4 separate regions of the Mus musculus genome follow, and all the other regions are linked to region 2. The links are chromatin contacts, called in public HiChIP or PLAC-seq and promoter capture Hi-C maps. All regions are on one chromosome and are shown on one strand. Each heading gives the region's core, a stretch centred on a gene start, on an enhancer-like site or on the middle of the called end of the contact. The rest is flanking DNA. Distances are from core to core; before and after follow the strand shown. Region 1 holds the start of Dennd6a (DENN/MADD domain containing 6A). Region 2 holds the start of Appl1 (adaptor protein, phosphotyrosine interaction, PH domain and leucine zipper containing 1). Region 3 overlaps Dennd6a (DENN/MADD domain containing 6A). Region 4 holds the start of Dnah12 (dynein, axonemal, heavy chain 12).

What was found. Promoter capture Hi-C pulls out the DNA fragments that hold promoters and counts their contacts. HiChIP or PLAC-seq counts read pairs in DNA pulled down with a chosen protein or histone mark. Capture Hi-C pulls out chosen DNA fragments and counts their contacts.
Region 1: a promoter capture Hi-C map of liver shows a contact between it and region 2. The contact joins the promoter of Dennd6a here to the promoter of Appl1 in region 2. A contact is called at or near these places in 2 of 39 promoter capture datasets (cranial neural crest and pre-B cells), 2 of 484 Hi-C or Micro-C datasets (natural killer cells and rod photoreceptor), 5 of 115 datasets of contacts at active chromatin or transcription factors (bone marrow-derived macrophages, effector CD8 T cells, embryonic hindbrain and 2 more) and 2 of 9 other capture datasets (adipose tissue and liver).
Region 3: a contact with region 2 is called in an H3K27ac HiChIP or PLAC-seq map of embryonic stem cells, with 2.3 times the contacts expected there. The contact joins the enhancer-like site here to the promoter of Appl1 in region 2. A contact is called at or near these places in 2 of 39 promoter capture datasets (cranial neural crest and hippocampal neurons), 3 of 115 datasets of contacts at active chromatin or transcription factors (bone marrow-derived macrophages, embryonic forebrain and embryonic stem cells) and 2 of 9 other capture datasets (adipose tissue and pancreatic islet).
Region 4: a promoter capture Hi-C map of the HPC-7 cell line shows a contact between it and region 2. The contact joins the promoter of Dnah12 here to the promoter of Appl1 in region 2. A contact is called at or near these places in 18 of 39 promoter capture datasets (the 3T3-L1 cell line, the C10 cell line, the HPC-7 cell line and 11 more), 1 of 15 datasets of contacts at CTCF or cohesin (pro-B cells), 4 of 484 Hi-C or Micro-C datasets (the BV-2 cell line, the HPC-7 cell line, bone marrow-derived macrophages and 1 more), 13 of 115 datasets of contacts at active chromatin or transcription factors (the 230-238 cell line, acute myeloid leukemia, bone marrow-derived dendritic cells and 7 more) and 1 of 9 other capture datasets (liver).

What each region holds. Positions count from the first base shown.
Region 1 is chr14:26,577,823-26,581,007 of GRCm38.p6, forward strand. It overlaps Dennd6a (DENN/MADD domain containing 6A), which reads left to right and starts at 1,728. Exons shown (of 20, transcript NM_001134465.2): 1 at 1,728-2,040. The coding sequence starts at 1,813.
Region 2 is chr14:26,969,119-26,972,300 of GRCm38.p6, forward strand. It overlaps Appl1 (adaptor protein, phosphotyrosine interaction, PH domain and leucine zipper containing 1), which reads right to left and starts at 1,433. Exons shown (of 22, transcript NM_145221.2): 1 at 1,283-1,433. The coding sequence starts at 1,336.
Region 3 is chr14:26,604,136-26,607,294 of GRCm38.p6, forward strand. It overlaps Dennd6a (DENN/MADD domain containing 6A), which reads left to right. Exons shown (of 20, transcript NM_001134465.2): 7 at 539-618; 8 at 1,741-1,803; 9 at 2,770-2,825. Among named protein-coding and RNA genes, the nearest start is that of Dennd6a, 26 kb to the left of the region's middle. Within about 2 kb of position 1,461, at least 8 of the 459 cell types and tissues checked have an H3K27ac peak or open chromatin away from gene starts, as enhancers often do. A contact at or near this core is called in embryonic stem cells, where this site is marked.
Region 4 is chr14:26,690,252-26,693,249 of GRCm38.p6, forward strand. Dnah12 (dynein, axonemal, heavy chain 12) reads left to right here and starts at 1,303. Exons shown (of 75, transcript NM_001370884.1): 1 at 1,303-1,448; 2 at 2,932-2,998.

The DNA.
Region 1 (3,185 bases), core at 478-2,977, 390 kb before region 2:
GCACCATCGTGGAGTTTACAACCATCTTTAACTCCAGAGGATCTGGCACCCTCTTCTGGCCTCTGTGCAAACCAAACTCCACTTCAGTACCCATACATACATACATACATACATACATACATACACATATATGCATACATACATACATATAGGCAAAACACTCATATATATAAAAGAAAAATGATAAATACATCTTTAAGAAAGTCTTCAGCATTCATTACTACTCAAGTTTGAGAATACTTGACCATCAAGAGATGGATCATTTCTTGATGGTCAAGAATTTTTATGTGTTTTAATGTTGTTTGCTTGCATTCATGTCTGTGCACCACACACACTCCTGGTGCTCTTGGTGATGAGAAGAGGACATTAGATCCCCTGGAACTGGAGTTACAAACCACCATGTGGGTGTTGAGAATTGAACCTGGTCCTTTGCAAGAGCAGCAAGCGCTCCTAACCACTGAGCCATCAGTTGGAGCCCCAGCTTTGTTCTATGTAAAATAGAAACAGTAATATCACTGCCTTTTGAGGCCGTGGAAAGGCATGGGAATGGGTTTTGATAAATCCATTGTATGTTATCTATCATCTTTTACACACTTTCCTATTGGGTATTACCACGTTTTCTAATTACTTTTTTTTTTGTTTTGTTTTGTTTTTTGAGACAGGGTTTCTCTGTATAGCCCTGGCTGTCCTGGAACTCACTTTGTAGACCAGGCTGGCCTCGAACTCAGAAATCTGCCTGCTTCTGCCTCCCGAGTGCTGGGATTAAAGACATGTGCCACCACGCCCGGCTCTAATTACTTTTGATGAATAAATCCTAGCAGGTGCTGAAAAAAAAATCCTACTTAGTCGTATCATGCTATGCCAATAATCAATAGCAATTCACCAGGGCAGATGTTTCTTGAGTGCCCAGCCTAGAGCTGTCTTGACTTCTTAACAAAGGTAGCTTGAAACCAGGCCCTTCCTCCAGTGTTCAGATAGCATGGTCCAAAGGTGACTGACCAACCCGAGATTCCAAGAAAGTCTGCATATGCGTAAGAGTTGAGAGAGTCCGCCAGACCAATAAAGATGGGAGCTGCCTTGGTAGGGAGGGTATTCGGAGAGTTAAAGTACACATCTCTATCAGGGGACTGCAGGAGTGAACACAGGCTTGCCTTAGAGTTCTTATACTTGCTGGGCTAGTCACGAAGCCTCTCCGAACTTCAGTTCCCTTATCTGTGAAGACAAATTAGCCAGAGGTGGTGGCCCATGCCACTAAACCCAGAATCTTGGGTAGCTGTGGTAGGAGTACCATGAGCTAGAGGCCAGTTGGGACTATGTAAGGCATAGCTAAAAAAGAAAAGAAAGTCCTACCCAACACTTAACAAACAATAGTGTTCACCATAATGATATGTTTAATAAGAGTTAATAGGTGTATTTGAACTTAGCATATCAACTGTCACAGAGTAAAAGTTTAATTAAACTACTGTTAACCACTATGTTTTAGTAACACTTTAATAATGAACTGGGTCGTTCCAAGAATAATTCATTGCTGTATTGTTGTGGATCTGAGATGACGATTCCTGAGCCACTGTTTGAGTTTAGAGAACTGTAAAACCAGCAGGCCAGTCTGAGCGAGCAGCAGAGATAGCCGCGGCTTGTAGGGAAACCACTGAACCCCCCGCTCCCAGGGTCACGTGCCTCGTGGCCGCGCCCCTATTCCGGGAGTCCGGAGCGGCTGCGGCAGCGGCAGCACTCGGTGCGCGTGCGCGGAGGCCTGCGCGCTCTGCGGCGCGGTCCGCAGCGGAGGCGGCTCAAGCGCCTAGGGGGTGGCGGATGGCTCTGCCGGGCCCGGCGGTCTTTGGGCCCGGTTCCCGCGGGTCGTTGGACGAGGCCGGGGCTGAGGGGCGCGAGGCGGCGGCCCTTGCGGCGGCGGGAGTCGCGCTGGAGGACGAGGAGGAGGACGATGGCCGCCGGGGCCTGCTGCGCTGGGACGGCTTCTCGGCCTGGCTACACTGCGTGTGTGTGGTGGGCTTCGACCTGGAGCTGGGCCAGGCGGTGGAGGTGAGGCCGAGCCGCACCCTGTGTCTCCACCCTTGGGCGGCCGGGTCCTGGCCGCTGCTCATCCGGGCGTGGCTCGCAGCCCCTGCGCGGCTCAGCTGGGCGGTGCTTCTCGACCCTTCGGTGGGAGGATCGTGGGCTGCGGCTAGGGGTGAAAAGTTCTTTGTAGGCCCCTCCTAAATACTTGTTGATGTTCCTCTTTAAAAAAACAAAACAAAAAACCAGCGATAACTGGAGGGTAGTGGCACCCAGAAAAGCCTACAGCAGACAGGATGTTTGCTTGGAACTTTCAAGAAAGGAACAATACCCCCTGACATATGTGAATTACAGTAGCCAAACGTGCACGTCCAATCATGTGGGCTGACTGACTGTATTGTCAATTGCGCTAACTCGTAGATCGGTCCACTGAGTCCAAGTCAAAATGCTTAGCATGCATTCTCTCCCTTTTCTCTGTTCCCCATTTCTCTGTGAAATGTCGTTGGGTTCCCATTCCCTCCAAGTCTCTCCCTAGCATTGCAAACAGAATTCAAGGCCTTCTGAAAACTAGGCAAGCTGTCCCCACACCCCTCTCCCGACCCCTGCTGTTTCTTAATACTGATTCTGTGACAATTCCCAGAAACCTAATGTCAGTGGAAAAATTGTTGGCTTATAAATCTGTTAGATATCATAACATCTTACCTAAAAGACCTTTGAATCTCACTCATTTTTGCCATCACTTTGCATCTTTTTTTTTTGTTGTTGTTTGTTAGCATAAAAGATTTGTCTTATTTATCCAAGTGAAAAGTTACTAGAAAGGCATTAGAAAGGTGTATGTCCCGAAGTTTTTGGTATTTTGTTATTGTTCTTTTGGCATCGGTGAAAGATTCTAATCTTATTCTGATTTGGTTGGTCTGGTTGTTCCAAACGAGAAACTGCTGCATCTTTGTCTTTTGTATCGTTACATAGTTCATTTAAATATTGAGTTTTTATTAAGATCTAGGCACCATACAAGTTAGTGGACATACACATAAAAGGATGTTCTCATTTGCATTTATGAATTGAGACAATAAGGTGGGGATCTAAGAATTAATCTATTTAGTCAATAGGATCAAATTTATTGCCTGATACAGTATTCATTAAACGTTTGTTGATAGAGGGAGTTAGTATGT
Region 2 (3,182 bases), core at 183-2,682:
GCACTGTGTGACCCATTCTCTTTATAGTCTTTATTGGGCTATAAAAAGTCAGCTGGGTAAAAGAAGTTCAGACAGTATACTGAGTCTTAACTTAAAAAAAAGAAAAATGATAAAATTCTTCTGACTAACACAACCACAAAATTGTAGCAAATCATCTGAAATAAATATATCTTAAGGCTTTACACTGAAAAAATCATTACGCACAATTTAAACTACGAGATAAACAAATATGTGGCTTTCTCTTTCTCACATTATCTGATAAGAGTACATTACCTCCTAGCAACTGGCCTATAAAGATTGCCTTCAGAGAAAAGAATAAATCAATTCTACAATCAGAGCACAATTCTAACTTTGAAATAAAAATTGGCACAAAATCCATGACAAAAGTGCCATCCAGGAAAACAAGCGCTAGCTCTTCTCTTTTCCTCTTTTTGGTTGGAGGGCCACTTATTAAACTACAAATGCCTATGAAGTATGTACTTCTCAGCAAGCAATATTTTTAAAAATCTACCTGCAACACTGTTTTATATCCCTTACTATACATAAAGGCTGGCGTAAAGATGAAGTTTACACAAGTTAGAGGCTCCAACACCTTTTAAAACACAATTGATGTCATTAAGTACTGAAAAAGAAATCCAACGAATCGTTTTATTTTTCCCAAACTGTCTTCAGCCAGAGCAACCACACCAGCATCATCCCTAACGCACAAAAACAGGGCTTTCATTTTGATGAGTTTATTCGGGCCAATCTGCTACCCAAAGCTCAGCCTCCTCGAAGCAGCGTAGGCGCCTTCCGTCACCCGCAGTGCACAGCTCAAGTGACAGCCACCAGCCTGAGACTCGGGCACCGACACAGCACGGGGAGCAAGGCACGCACTCCTGCTTCCACCGGCGTTGCACACTCCGCCTCGCAGACCCTTCCTAAGAAAACTAGCCACTGCCGTCCCCCCGAATGCCGGGCCTCCTCCGAAAACGCCACGAACAGGACTTATCTCACATCCTATCATCGCGATAAAAACAGCACCTCCCGTGAAATGCAAAGGCGACTCGGCGCGGACTCAAACGCCAGGCCCCACGGGAGACAGTGACGGCCGCTCGGTCTCCGGGCCGCCCGTGGCCCAGCCGCGCGAGTACGCGCGGGCCTCCAGCCCGGCCCGGGAGTGTAGGGCGCGGCCCCGGCAGACAGCGACCCCGGGCGGCGGCGCCCACCTGGGCCACGGGCACCTGAGGCTCCAGGCCCGCGCTAGGCCGCGCGCTCTCCTCAGCCGCCGCTCGCGCCTCACCTGCGGACTGTCCTCCAGGGTCTCTTCAATGGGCAGCTTGTCGATCCCCGGCATCGTGGCGAAGGCTGGGCGGCGGCAGGACACTCGGCAGCCGCCCACAGCTCCGCGCGTGGCCCCGCCTGCTGCAGCTGACCCGGCCCGCCCTCTCGCAGGCGCCGCCGCCCCAGCCCAGAGCTCAGCGGCCGCCGCGCGGGAAATCCCGCCCCCCCTAGGCCCACTAGCCCCGCCTCCAGCTCACCCATTGGCTCGCCGCGACGTCTGTCACCGCTACGGGGCTGACCGGGAATTCCTCCCCGACCGCGGGTTCTCTACCAGAGCAGTGGCCGTGCGGGCCGAGCAGTGTGGGGATGTCGACCTCCGTCGTCGGGCGCGCGTAGTTGAATACGTAGGGGGCTGTCTGAGTCACGCTAGCGCACAGCTAACCTGAGCCCGGAGTGAAGACCGCCGGAGGGGACCTGAGGCAGTTTTACTTCTGCACCATATTTCGTCAGCAACCAAAGAAAAAAAATCCCTACACCTAGCGTCATAACCTTCCCAACCCTGCTCCAAGTTTTCAATCTTATCTCCTGCAAAGAGCGTTAACTCACAAATCTGTGGAATCCGAAATTGTGTCATTAACGGGGTTTACAGTTAATTTGGAGTAGTAGACCCTAAACTTTTTTTTTTCTCCTGGACACCTGCCTATCGGCATCAGTTTAAAACCCTTGATTTTGTTGACAAATCATTAGTTCTTACCTCGTCTTCAAGTTTGTCATTGCTGAAAATACGACCACTATATTTCTTGTATATCACAAAGGAAAACTTTTTTTTAATAAAAAAATTTAAAGATACATTTATCGGAGGACTTCCTTCCGTCATTAAAGGGCTTCTCTCGCAAACCGATTGTCAGGTTTGGCAGGACTCAAAGAACTTCTCTGGTCTCCTTGACTGTAGAGTGAAGCTCACACAGTTGGAGATTTGACATGTAAGGACTAGGCTAACACTGTTTTGTTGTGTTGTGTTTTATGGATTCAGCCTTGATGCACCCTTTTCTCCAGCTTCACACGTTATTTCTCTGAAGTGTTGTACAGTGAGTTTACCGATATGCAAAAAAATTGGCAAAATCATTAATATCTCCCAAAAAAATCTACCCATTAGTCCACTAGTCCATTCCACTGTCATTCAAAGAGTACGATAAGCTGGGAGAAGAGTATTAGCTTCCTGCTTCTCCAGCTGCTTCGACCCAAATCCAGACACTGGAGCAAATCCAAATATGGTAATGAAGAGGAAGCTGTGAGTTTACCAGATTTTCCCCATGGTCTCTTGAAAGATAAAAACTTTGTTTCAGAAGTTTTTTTTTTTTTTTTAAGATTTATTTACTTATTATATGTAAGTACACTGTAGCAGCCTTCAGACACTCCAGAAGAGGGAGTCAGATCTTGATTCGGATGGTTTTGAGCCACCATGTGGTTGCTGGGATTTGAACTCCAGACCTTTGGAAGAGCTCTTACCCACTGAGCCATCTCACCAGCCCCATTTCAGACGTTTTATGGTAGACTTGAATTATAGTTCCACGGAATTACCTTCAGTGGTATAGCCATTTTATGCGAATCCATTCCTTAAATTCTCTATCAAATAGTCACCCTCCTGAAGAGATCTTTAGTTTTGAAGAAAGATGGTTTGGAGCCAATTCTTCTGTTGTATGAAAGGTTCCCACTTGTATTATGGGTATTTTCTTTCTTTCTTTCTTTCTTTCTTCCTTCCTTCCTTCCTTCCTTCCTTCCTTCCTTTCTTCTTCTTCTTTGTTGTTGTTGTTGTTTGGTTTTTTTGGTTTTTTTCAAGACAGGGTTTCTCTGCATAGCCCTGGCTGTCCTAGAACAAACTCTGTAGACCAGGCTGGCCTTGAAATCAGAAATCTGCC
Region 3 (3,159 bases), core at 211-2,710, 360 kb before region 2:
TGGTGGCACACACTTTTAGTCCCCGCACTTGGGAGGCAGAGGCAGGAGGATCTCTGAGTTTGAGGCCAGCCTGGTCTACAGAGTGAGTTCCAGGACAGCCAGGGCTACACAGAAAAACCCTGTCTCGAAAAAAAAAAAAAAACCCAAAAGCAAACAAACAAACAAACAAAAAACCAAACCAAACAAACAAAAAAACCAAAACATTTTTATTGGTGGTGTGTGTGCCACACACGTGTGAGTGCCTGAGTGGAGGCCTGAGAGGGCATCAGATTCTTGGAGCTGGAGTTGTAGGTGATTGTGAGCTTCCTGTCATGAGTGATGAGCCATCTCTCTACCTCTCATTCAACAGTTAACCAATATATATCCTAGAACATAATACTTCTGAAAAAATTTTAAATTAAATATTTCATCAAATTTACTTTTATCTGCTGTTATTATTAACATATTTCTCCCATGTTACAAAAAGAGCTCTAACTAGCAGTGTCCATTTTAAATATTTTATCTTTTCACTTACATTAGTATTTTGTTTCATTTTCAGCTTGTAATGATGTTGACCGATGGCCTGCCCCAGTGCCAGGGAAAACGCTGCACCTGCCTATCATGGGACTAGTAATGAAGGTAACAACTGACTAGAGTCTCATCTGTCTGCTCTGAAGAACTCTACAGAAAGCTCGCTCACACATAGGGTTTGTTTTAAACAACCTGATGACATTTAGTGATGTTAATGCCTTCACTGTTGTCATTGCTGGGAGACCTTACAGATACACCACAGTTGATCCCGCCTCGAAGAGTCCTTCATACATCTCCAGGCCCCTCCAGCCAGGCAGTGCACCTAAAGGATTAGTGCAGCAATGGTATTTCTCCCTGTGGACTATGCACAGATAAAAGTGCTTCCCTCTAAAATCCTACAATATGGGTGGTAAGAAGGGGAAGAACACTCGTAGTCTTGGGTGTGAATTGCTGGAAATTAAGATTAAACTAGAAAAGTCATTGTTTTTTGGGTTTGTTTTTTTTTTTTTTTTTCCAGCTCTAAATGGTCTTTTAACATTTAGTGTCAGACCAAGCATGTTTTTTCTTGGAATATTTTTGTTATGGTGAGGATTTTTTTATTTTTCCTTTCATTGCTTTTTTGTGTATTGGAGATTGAACCCAGGGCCTCCTAAGGGCTAGGCAAGTGCTTCACCTCTGAGTTATAGTCCTCCCATTGCTTTGTTTTGAAGGAATTTGAATTTTACTGGCAGATTTTGTCTGAGTGCACGCAAGTTCTTTGCTATTCATGCTCTTGTGACCTTGGACTTATCCTTAACTGCGTTCCTTCCTTAGAGTTTCGTGATTTGTAAGTGTATTTGCCCCGACCCCTTCAGCAAACATAACAATTCTGAAAGCTTGGGGTTGAGGGTTCCCATTGTTTCCTGTGGGGTTTATTCAGAAGTTTGGCAGGCTTGAGAGGGTGTGTTTGGGTGTGTGTATTTGTGAAGCAGAGACTGGAAAAGTGAGCAGGAAGCCATGTGATAGACTGCTGTCCTGACTGTTTCCAGCACATTTGCTTCTGTGTTTAGTGATCTCCATTTGTAGACATGGGAACTTTGGTTTCCCTGCTCCTGCTGTAACTAAGAATGAACACCCTTAGTTCTAAAACCCCGCAGAAACACTTGCTCTTTAGAGCACTTTCAAAGTGCTGAGTGTGCTAGGTAGAGCACTTGCCATACAGATAAATAATAGCTCCTCTCTGTCTTTAAGGTTCGGATTCCCACGTGTCATGACAAGCCTGGGACCACGCAGATGGTGCAGTTAACTCAGCAGGTAGCATGATGCTAAAGTGACCGTGGCGCAGCCTGGTCACTGAAACACCCGTTACTTTTAAATAGTTGGTGATAAATTTTCTAACATTTCTTGTTAGAAATGTTGTTACTACCTCAGTAGGTCCTGGAGAACCCCACGTTCATGTTGTAATTGTGAGGACTAAATGACAGTAAACACTTTAAAGAAGGTTTAACTCTGGCAAAAGGTGTTCTCTTACAAGAATAGGCAACTGAATTCTAATTTTAGACCGTTAAGTCAGAAGGATCCTGGAGCTTTTCTTTTTCTGAAAGCAGTTTCTGTTCCTGCGGGTTTGAATCTTTCATTTGAAATACTTGAGCTGCTTTGTTACCATCCCCACTGTGCTTCAAGTAAGGCTACAGGACAGCAGGAGACCTGAGTGCTGGTTACACATCCCCTAGTGTTGATGTACAGCTGGGACCCAGGCTCACATCTGGCCTTGGGCTGATTCCTACCCACAGAGTTTGTGCTTTTCTCTGCTGTATTGTTGGAGACTTGTAAGATCCATTCTCTCTGGCTGCTCCTGGAAGAGCAACTTGTCAGAATGGACTGAGTGATAGGGCTCATTGGTTGTGAGATAGTTGTGTTGTCATTTTCATTTATTTACTATGTGTTTTGAGACAGGGTCTCACTGTGTAGCCCTGTCTGTCCAGGAACTTGCTAGTGAGGCTGAGCTTGAACTCACATCAATTCTCCTGCCTCTGCTTTTGAGTGCTGGTTTACAGTCTAGTCATGTACCATCATTTTGCTTACTATAGCCAGATGTGGTGGTACACACCTTTAGTTCCAACAGTAATCTCTCGTGAGTCCATTATCCTGGACTCTGTGGTGATTTCAGGACAGCCAAGGCTATACTGTTAGATCCTGTTTTAAACAAAAACAAAAATGAATTTCTATCAATTTTCGTAACATCTCCCGTACTTTTTCCTTCCTTTTCTAACCCTTTAGGCAGATACACACACATCTATTATTTTGCCTACTGTTCACGAGGTGGATCTTTTCAGGTAAAGAATAAAAAAGATGTGAAATACTTTGTCTTTATAATTTGTGATAATTGTTATTAACTTATGGAAAGTGTGAATTAAGCTGGAAGGAAATACTCATTATGGGCCCCAAAGATTCTTGAAAAGTTAAAAACCAAATATTCATTGGGTTTTAATGGTAAAGTCCAGTGGTTCATCCGTCCGGCTGCAAGAAAGCTGAGGTGCGCTTTAGGTGCTACGTGGTCAAATAGACGGGTTTGTTTCATTTGCTCTGAGAATTGTATTGTGGTGAAGCTAGAAAAAGTAGTTAAATTTGGGGTGAAATATCATGAGATTTATTCCTTTTGTTAAAAAA
Region 4 (2,998 bases), core at 53-2,552, 280 kb before region 2:
GTGCGCAAGGCAGTAGTATATGATAGTTCATCATTAAAAACTTTGAGATGGTGACTAGCACACAGAAAACACTCAAATGTTGCTAAAAAAATCAATAAATTTGTCATCTGGAAATTGAAAAAAGAAATCAACCTTAGAAAAGTATGCTCCGAACTAAATTGTGGTCTGCCATGCCTCCTTTCCTCCAACCCTAGGCAAGAGGGGTGTTTTTGAGGAAAAAAAAACAAAACAAAACAAAAAAAAAAAAACAAAAACAAAAAAACCAAAACCTTGTTGCTTTGTTGTTCTGCCAGGGAAAGAAGAAAATTCAGCACTATAATCTGCAAAACCTTCAGTACCGAACAGTTCCTCAGAGTAGAAGAGGGAGGACACTGCCAACCCTGAAAATAGGACAAATGAGCTAACCCTGACAGAGTCATTGGAGCAAATACACCCAGGCAAAACCTGTAGGAAAAATAAGGCTCTGGAAGAAGGAAAGTGTTTAAACACTATTCCCCACTCCTGGCCTGGCCTTTGAAAACTACCAATATAAAACTGAGAGTTCCAGCTATCCCTGGAATGCCAGAGGAATCACTGTAGCTTGTGGAGGACAAGTTGTTAAATGAGGCAGGTCACATCACGTCCACTGAAACAAGACAGACATAGATCTCATGGCTTCTCATGGCAGGGTGTTTCTTTGAATGGAAACACAGTGATAAAGTAGAAGAGACTGCTGAGTGGAGGAAAGGAGCCAGGCAGTGTGTGGAGAGCTCAGGAGGGAGAGTATAGGAGTGACAGAGAAACCCATATCGAGTCTCAGAGGGAAACCCATTACTAGGTATGCTAAGAGAAACAAAATACTCCATAGCAACTTTTTTATTCATCCCTCATAATCTTCCTGGACTATACATTGGAGTTTCAAGTTACAATGTCCTTCCTTAAACATAGCTGCAAAGTTTGCACACCTTAACCTGTTTGATTTTTGGTAAGGACTTCCTGAAAGTGTTGAAAAAACAAATAGCAAATATAAGAACAAGATAAATTGTATTGAGGCTTGGTTACAGTAGTTACAGAAAGTCATTATGGGGACACTTGAAGACTCCATTCTTCATTGACAATGAATATTTATATAAATCTATATATTCTCCAATAGATTCAATTTTCTAGTCATGCCTTTTCCTGCAATTTGGAAATCTTGATTTCCTGGACTCCTTCCAAGGTAAGGCAGTTAAACAGCAACAACAGCAACAAAAATCACCTTGCCCTCGATTCACTTGAGTGAAAAGCAGTGTAACTGTTTATCTTAAGTCTCTCTTAGTTCAGCAACTGCCTCTTCTAGCAACCTTCACCCAGCCCTTTTGGTAGGCAAGACAGTTTCCATGGTGACTATGTTGTTTCTACTGGATTGCAGTAGCCCTGCAGAGGAAAAACTCTTTGTCAGTCCCTGAGAGGCGAAAGAGAAGAATCAGGTACCATTTCTCTTCCTTTCCTCCTTTTTGTGTTTTTTGTTTTCTGTTTTTTATTTTTTGTTTTTTGAGACAGGGTTTCTCTGTATAGCCCTGCCTGTCCTGGAGCTCACTTTGTAGACCAGGCTGGCCTTGAACTCAGAAATCCACCTGCCTCTGCCTCCCGAGTGCTGGGATTAAAGGCTTTCGCCACCACCCCCTGCTCTCTTCCTTTCCTTCTAAGATCTATGATTTGAGTGCCTGCAGAAAATCTCCAAACCCTGCGGCATTTGGGGCAAGTGTAGTTGATACCATAGTTACACTGCTGAGTGTTTATGTTTTATATTTGCTTTGCATTAACTATGGCTATTATCTGTCAATCATTACTGCCACGGACCACCCTAGTGGGGTATGGGGGTCCCTGAAATGAGGGTCCTTGAAGCTAGGTGGGTAAGGATTCAGCGGTGACAAACAGAGACAAACAGAGGCAGTTTGAATCTGAGTGTATTCTGCAGCTCTCAAGCAGGGGGTTTTATACATTAAAAAACCAAACATTACATCTCTTAGGAACGATATCCAGTGAAACAATCACAGATACCAACAAAAATCATTTGGCATAATAAAGCACAAAAATCATCCAAGCATTACAACTTTATGTATTCAGTGAATCACAAACAGAACAGGTAACATCATTATAAATCATCAAAATATAACAATTTTAAAAGGATGTATTCAGTGGGGGCTGTCGTCCAAGGCTAGTGGCATATTTCCAGGAGCAGGTTAATAAATCTTTATGGTCAGTGCTCTTAACCAGTGAACTAACTTTTCAGCCCCAGGGTCAATTATTATTTAACATCTAGTGGCTGATTTTTTATAATCTTCAATGTATAAATTTAAACTATTTTAATTCTTTCTAGTTAAGGCTTTCTTTACCATATACCAAAATCCACCTCTGATGACACACATGTAGCCATATGAAATTTTATTGTTGGGAAAGTTTTTATCATAATAGTTTTGTAAATGATTTAGAAAGTAAAGTGTTGGTTTCCCAAGGGATAAGGTCATGTTAGTGGCCCCATCTCTAGGGATGGTTTCTTACCCATTATTTTCTCTTAAGATCTTGGCCTAGGTTACCAGGAACATGTAAATAAGAAAAGGAATAAGAGAAAACAAAACAGATAGATTACCATGAGAACTACGGCGCAATATTTTTTCTCCAGTGAAGAGTTCCACAACCGGTTCCAGGAGGCCTCCCCCTTTTGAGGTCGATCGCCTCAGTTTGTGGAACTTGTCACACTGATCCTACTGGAGGTGCTGTGGCACATCACTTTCTATGATATTAGGCAGACTGAGTCAATAATGCTTTGAAAAAATATTAATGATATTAAATATCAGTTTGGGGGAGGGGGATTTTGCTGTCTTTTGCATCTAGGGGGAAACAACAAACCCAGGATTTTAGAGGTGAAAGGCTGTTTAGAGCATGTCTAATTCAATTCCTTAATTTTAGATTGCAAGGGGGAAATATCTGGCTTCATTTCTTCATAGCAAGTGGCTGGCAGAGCCGTGTTTAGAAT